Linked DNA regions of Capra hircus: region 1 is linked to region 2. The links are chromatin contacts, called in public Hi-C maps. All regions are on one chromosome and are shown on one strand. Each heading gives the region's core, a stretch centred on a gene start, on an enhancer-like site or on the middle of the called end of the contact. The rest is flanking DNA. Distances are from core to core; before and after follow the strand shown. Region 1 overlaps CORO1C (coronin-1C). Region 2 holds the start of ISCU (iron-sulfur cluster assembly enzyme ISCU, mitochondrial).

Region 1 (2,852 bases), core at 314-2,813, 79 kb before region 2:
AGGTGGGTGCGGGTATACCCCCTTCATGAATGAGGAGCTCAAGCCGGCTGAGATGGCCACAAGCCCCGGGCTGGGAGTGGAGCTGGCCGTGCAGCTCAGGCCCGTCTTCCCACCACTGAGCTGACTGCACAGGTTTGGGGTTTGGTGTTCCTACTCTTCTCACACTCTGAATAATTCCAGATTTTTCTTGAGTGTTACCCCTGATGTGGTTTGCTCAGATGCCAACATTTAATTCCTAGGATTATTTTCATTTCCTTTTTAAAAACCCTGTTTATACTTATGAATGTTCACCACCTCATGTTGGCGGAAGACCTGGCATCCAGGTCACAGAGACCCTCAGAGTGGTGGGTGTCCATGGTCTCCTGGCTGTCACCTCAGTGGTTTCCTCACAGGCGGTTCCTCATTGGTGATGTTGACCATTTCCCCACAGCTCGTCGGCCCCCGATCAGTGGCACTTGACTGTCACCGTAGCGCCTGGCCTCTGCCCCTGGTTCACGGCCCTGTCCGCCGTTCCCCAGCATAGCTCCTCCCACTTCCCCTTCCTCCTCTGTGGATGGGAACACTGAGTTCTCCCTGCTCACCAGGATCCGTCAGATGAGGCGATGGGCAAACGCAGCATGTACAAGAGTGCCTACTAAGCCTGTTCCTTGGCCTGTTTCACTTAATACAACTTTGCCTTTATCTCTCTTTTGAAGATTCTTCAAACTTCACGAGAGGAAGTGTGAGCCTATTATCATGACTGTCCCCAGAAAGGTAAGTGCCCAGTTGTCTGGGTGACCTATGTTTAAAAAGAGCTTTAAGCATCCCACAGCTTTCTTCCTCACCTGTGAGTCTCGTCTGTGCCTCCTGTAGTCTGACCTTTTCCAAGATGACTTGTACCCTGACACGGCAGGGCCCGAGGCGGCCCTGGAGGCGGAAGAGTGGTTCGAGGGGAGGAATGCCGATCCGCTCCTCATCTCGCTGAAGCACGGGTACATCCCTGGGAAGAACAGGGACCTCAAGGTGGTCAAGAAGAACATTCTGGACAGCAAGCCCACGGCGAACAAGAAGTGCGACCTGATCAGCATCCCAAAGAAGACCGCAGATGCGGCCAGTGGGGTAAGGCCCGCCGGGCCTGGGGGGTGGGCTGGCCCAGCCTGGTCCTCCCAGAAGCGCCTGCCAGCCCTGGGCGTCTGCAAGTACTGTCCCCACCGGACAGGCAGGGCTCAGCTGTGATAACAGGCACTGTCTGACCACATGGCATTCATGGGTTTGATTCTTTTAGTTCTTTTTTTTAATGATGACTGGGATGGAAGTCAGCCTGTTACTGATGCTGGGGAGAGGAGGTCCTGGAAGGAGGTCCCGGAAGGAAGGAGTGGTGAGAGAGTGTAGCAGTTGCTGGGTGTTCGAGTGATGGAAGGATCTGGAGTGAGTGGGACTTAGAGGCTGAGATGACCCTGGGTGTCTTAGCAAGAGTCATGTCAGGGAGCAGAGGCTGGCAGTGAAGACCAGTGTGGCCCCGGGGAGGGCAGAGGTGAGCCAGGGAGGGATGGGGGTGGGGTGTCGGCAGGCTGTGGAAGGGAGTTCTGGGGGCCAGGAGGGCCGGGTGTTGTTGATGACGAGAGGAGTGGCAAGCAGAGGACAGGTGCCCTCAGGCTGTGGCCAAGGAGGCTGCTTGAGGCACCATGACTTTGGAGACAGCAGGGTTTCCTCCTGAAGAATCAGCTCCACCAGGGTGAAGCTCAGGCTCTTAGAGGAGCCACAGGGCAGGGGATGCAGTTCCCAGGAAGGACCTTCTGCAGGAGCTGGTGGGTGCTCGGCAGCCTCTAGAAGGTCACCCTCACCCTGGCCGCATAGAGGGTGTTCCTGCTTGAGGAGGGTGACAGGGGTGTCTGGAATGTGGGGCAGCCTTATAGGCTTGCCCTGTCGGTTTCTTCCAACAACTTAACTGTATCCCAAGAGTCCATCCAGGCAGGTGCACAGGTGAGGGGCCAGGAGTCATGTTGCACAGTTGCTCTGCTGTGGGGTCAGGGGAACAAGCCGGCGCTCATTGCGTTCCTATGAGGCCCAGCCTGCGACCTGCTACTTCCAAGTAGAACGTCCCGTTTGCGCCCCGTACATGCTACCTGTGCTGAACTTCGCTGCCTTAGTCACCCTCTTCTCTCCCCCCTTTTTTGTTTCCTTAGCAAAATGAAGCCAAGTTGGATGAGATTTTAAAAGAGATCAAATCTATAAAAGACACAATCTGCAATCAAGACGAGCGTATTTCCAAGTTAGAACAGCAGATGGCGAAGATAGCAGCTTGAAGGTCCACCCCACCCCCAAGATGGGAGCAGGAAGGCGTGGTCCCGGGGAGGGCGAAGGGAGGCACTGCCTTTGGAGACATTCCATTTCAGATCTGTCGACCAGCGACAGGCCACGTTCCCGTAAGAACTCAATTCGTCTCCCAAATTTGCAGAAACAAAATGTGATTTAAAAGCTGAGCTTTTTACCAGAAAACTTTTTTGATGTTTTAAGTGTTATGTGACTTGTGAACTTCTAAAAGACAAAAGTGCTACTTTGAAAATCCCAGATATTCTGAATTTTAGAAACCCAACCAATTCTGATTCAGTGTCCTGCCCAAGTACCTTTTCTTTCCTTTCTTTTTTTTTTTTTTTTTACAAATAGGGACCAATGCCACATTGCTTTTTATATTTCTTTTTTTTTTAATGTTGCCAAAACCAAAAGTAGCTTTTTTTTCTTTATATTTTGCTACTTTGCAGTATTTGTGTGTGGGTTTTTTTTTTCTTTAATTTGAAAGGGACAGCACTGTGTATGTTTATAAACTAAATGAAGATAAGATATTATTTTGTATAAACATTCATCTGAGAACA
Region 2 (2,841 bases), core at 24-2,523:
GTTACAGGAGGAACAAGGCTATGGAATACGGCCATTTGTGTGTGGTGATAAATAACCAGCATGACTGTATTTCGGGGCCCTGAAATCTGCGGTGCCGCAGCGCGCCCTGGTGGCGGAAAGGCTGCGCGCGCCAGGTCATTCCGCGTGTACGGTCAACAATATACAGCCCTGGGTCCGCGGGGAGTGAGGTCTGTGCGCAAACGCGTGGAAGCCAGAACAGAGTAGACATCTATTCAAACTGGCACATGCGAGGCTTTAAAAACCTTGCGGTTTGTTTCCCAGTTAGTCGTTAAGTATTCCGAACTTCCAGTCCCCTTCCCCCGACCTATCCGACCACGGATTTTGACTTCCAAGTCCAAGGATCTGCAAGATAATACCCAGTTTCGACTTTCTGCCCCGGGGTTGATTTATCGCATTCTTTTTTTACTTAACCGGTTCCCAAGCGAGGCACGTCTCATGTGGCTGCCAACTACCCAACCTGTCTTAACTCACAGCATCCCACCACCCCCAAACCAAACCAAAACAAACACAAAAACGTGACGACTGTTGGTTACACGTCCATGTCCACTCGGAGGCTCTGAGCTCCTGCAACAGTAACACCGACCCTCAGCGGCCTCCCTGTGCCAAGCGCCCTGCCCAGGACTCCGCAGGCAATGGACTCGCGTACGGGGGCGCTGCCCAGACCCCATCTGACGAGCGCGGGGCAGTGACTCGCCCAAGGTCACTCGGCCGCTGTGTGTCCGGCGAGCCCGGACAGAGCAGGACCCTGCTTCCTGGGCAGCCGAGAGGCTTAAAGGCTGGATGGATGTTTCGGATTGAGGGCGGCTGCCGCTAGGCTAGCGGGAGCTGTCATTCTTGTTTCAGGCGCGGTTAGTCGCCCCAGCGCAGCGAGGGAAGGCCATTCGAGGCGGCCTCTTGAGAGGAAGGCCCCTCCATCCAGGGTTGGGGGCGGCCAGGGCCCTGGGCTGCAGTCGGGGTTCCAGGGCCGCGCAGAGCCGGGAGGGCCACTAGGCTGGGCTTCCGCTAGGACCCCTAAGTCCTCTGGGGGGTCCTCGCACTCCCGCCCGCCCCCCGCCCGGTGCGGACCCTCGGGCCGCTCTTACCTTCTTGTGATAGAGCCGAGCGGGAGCTGACAGCTCCCGGGCGGGCAGGCGCGGGGGCCGGAGCAACAGGGCCGACGCCGCCCGCCTCAGACGGCCCGCTCCAGCCGCCGCCATCTTGAAGGCTTGCGCCTGCGCAGGTGGAGCGCGCGGCCGAGGGGAGGGGCGCGTGCGCGAGACGGCTCCCAGCTGGGAGCGCGCACCCTCTAAAGTACCGGCGACCTTGCGCCTGCGCCCTCCCGCTGCGTTCACGTGTCCCCGTTTTGTTCCCGGGGCGCGGAGCCTAAAGGTTTGAAATCGTTCGAGGGCTGGTCCACCGAGCTGGGTTCTGAATCTTGAGGATCCTTGAGCTGGAAATCAGGACCCAGCTTTGCGTTCACAAAGTCCCACCGCCTAATTCGGCGCAGAGGCTCAACCAGTCCACCCTTCTTGGCTCTATTTTGCAGTTTAGGAATTTGAGGATCAGAACGGTTTAGTAACTTGCCCTAGGTTGCCCAGAGGGGCCCAGTTGGGATTCTGACTTGAACAGTCCTGAGTTAGAATCTCATTTCTGCTCCTAACTGGCTGTGTGCTGCTAAGTGAAACATAGTGTCATTGTAAACCTCGATCTTTTTTGTACTAATTCAAGGACAGTTCTTCATCCATTGAGCAAATCTTGTGTTGAGTATCTACTTTTTGTCAGGGTGCTTTGGGAAAACAACCCAAGACGACACAATTAAGTTTGCTACTGAGGGAGCAAGGCAATAAATAGACCCTCCAAGGCTTTTCTACCACTAAAGTGAGAAGCTTAACTAAAGGAAAGAATACTTTGCTCTGATTTTAAAAATTGTATATGTTTATGTCTCTATTAAAAAACAAACTGGCACAGATTAAATCACAAGATATAGCAATGAAGAGGTTCTAAGTAAATGTTTATTAATGTAATTTATTGATACTGGTTTGCAGAATATGATCCTATAAAATCAAAACTCACGTGTATTTAAGTGCTAGGCGCCAGGCATTAGATAAAGAGAAGGAATCTCTGGGAAATGAGTTATTCTCATGAATGGTGCAATCGATCCTTCCCTGAGGACTTAAGACTTTTTTGCGCGTTTGAGGCTCAGTTGCTGGGGAGACTGACTCACGCGCCAGGTCAGACTAGGTGGTAAGATATTTATTCCAAGAATCATTTTTGACCTTCTCAAGATGGCGCCAAACCCTTAACTACAACCATCACGCTCACTCCGTGGCTGCCTCTATGGCTTCCACTTCCTGCCTAAGGACCCAACTGCTGTCCGACGTTGTGCCGAAACGCATGCCCTGTTGGTGAGCTTTTTTATTCGAACAAGAGCTACTGAAAGTATATAAAATAACATGAATCTCGTGTATTTCGAGATTTCCATGTCATCCGAGGCGCATAGTTTCTCTTCAGGTGGCAGACGGGCGGGATTTTGACCAGGCGCGCGCCGCGGGCAGCTCCAACTACTGCGGGTCTTTGGCGGCCAAGTGAGGACCCGGGAGTCTCTGGAAGTCCAAGATGGCGACGGCGGCCGCCGCATCGGCTTCTGAAGCGGAGGCTGAGCCCAAGGCCGGGCCCGAGGCTGAGGGAGAGGAGGATGAGGCTAAGGCGGCTCGGGCGAGGAGGAAGGTGTTATCGCGGGCCGTGGCCGCCGCGACGTACAAGACCATGGGGTCAGAGTGGGACCAGCAGGAGGAAGGCGTGAGTGAGAGCGATGGAGATGAGGAGTACGCCATGGCTTCC

Evidence for each region. Hi-C and Micro-C count contacts between places; a contact is called where the count stands out from the background.
Region 1: a contact with region 2 is called in a Hi-C map of blood, with 6 times the contacts expected there. The contact joins the enhancer-like site here to the promoter of ISCU in region 2. A contact is called at or near these places in 3 of 5 Hi-C or Micro-C datasets (all in blood).

What each region holds. Positions count from the first base shown.
Region 1 is chr17:6,814,787-6,817,638 of ARS1.2, reverse strand. It overlaps CORO1C (coronin-1C), which reads left to right. Exons shown (of 11, transcript XM_018061087.1): 9 at 696-753; 10 at 853-1,098; 11 at 2,166-2,852. The coding sequence ends at 2,285. Among named protein-coding and RNA genes, the nearest start is that of SELPLG, 16 kb to the right of the region's middle. Within about 2 kb of position 1,563, at least 1 of the 5 cell types and tissues checked has an H3K27ac peak or open chromatin away from gene starts, as enhancers often do.
Region 2 is chr17:6,735,733-6,738,573 of ARS1.2, reverse strand. It overlaps ISCU (iron-sulfur cluster assembly enzyme ISCU, mitochondrial), which reads right to left and starts at 1,273. Exons shown (of 5, transcript XM_018061082.1): 1 at 1,104-1,273. The coding sequence starts at 1,217. SART3 (squamous cell carcinoma antigen recognized by T-cells 3) reads left to right here and starts at 2,577. Exons shown (of 19, transcript XM_018061081.1): 1 at 2,577-2,841. The coding sequence starts at 2,617.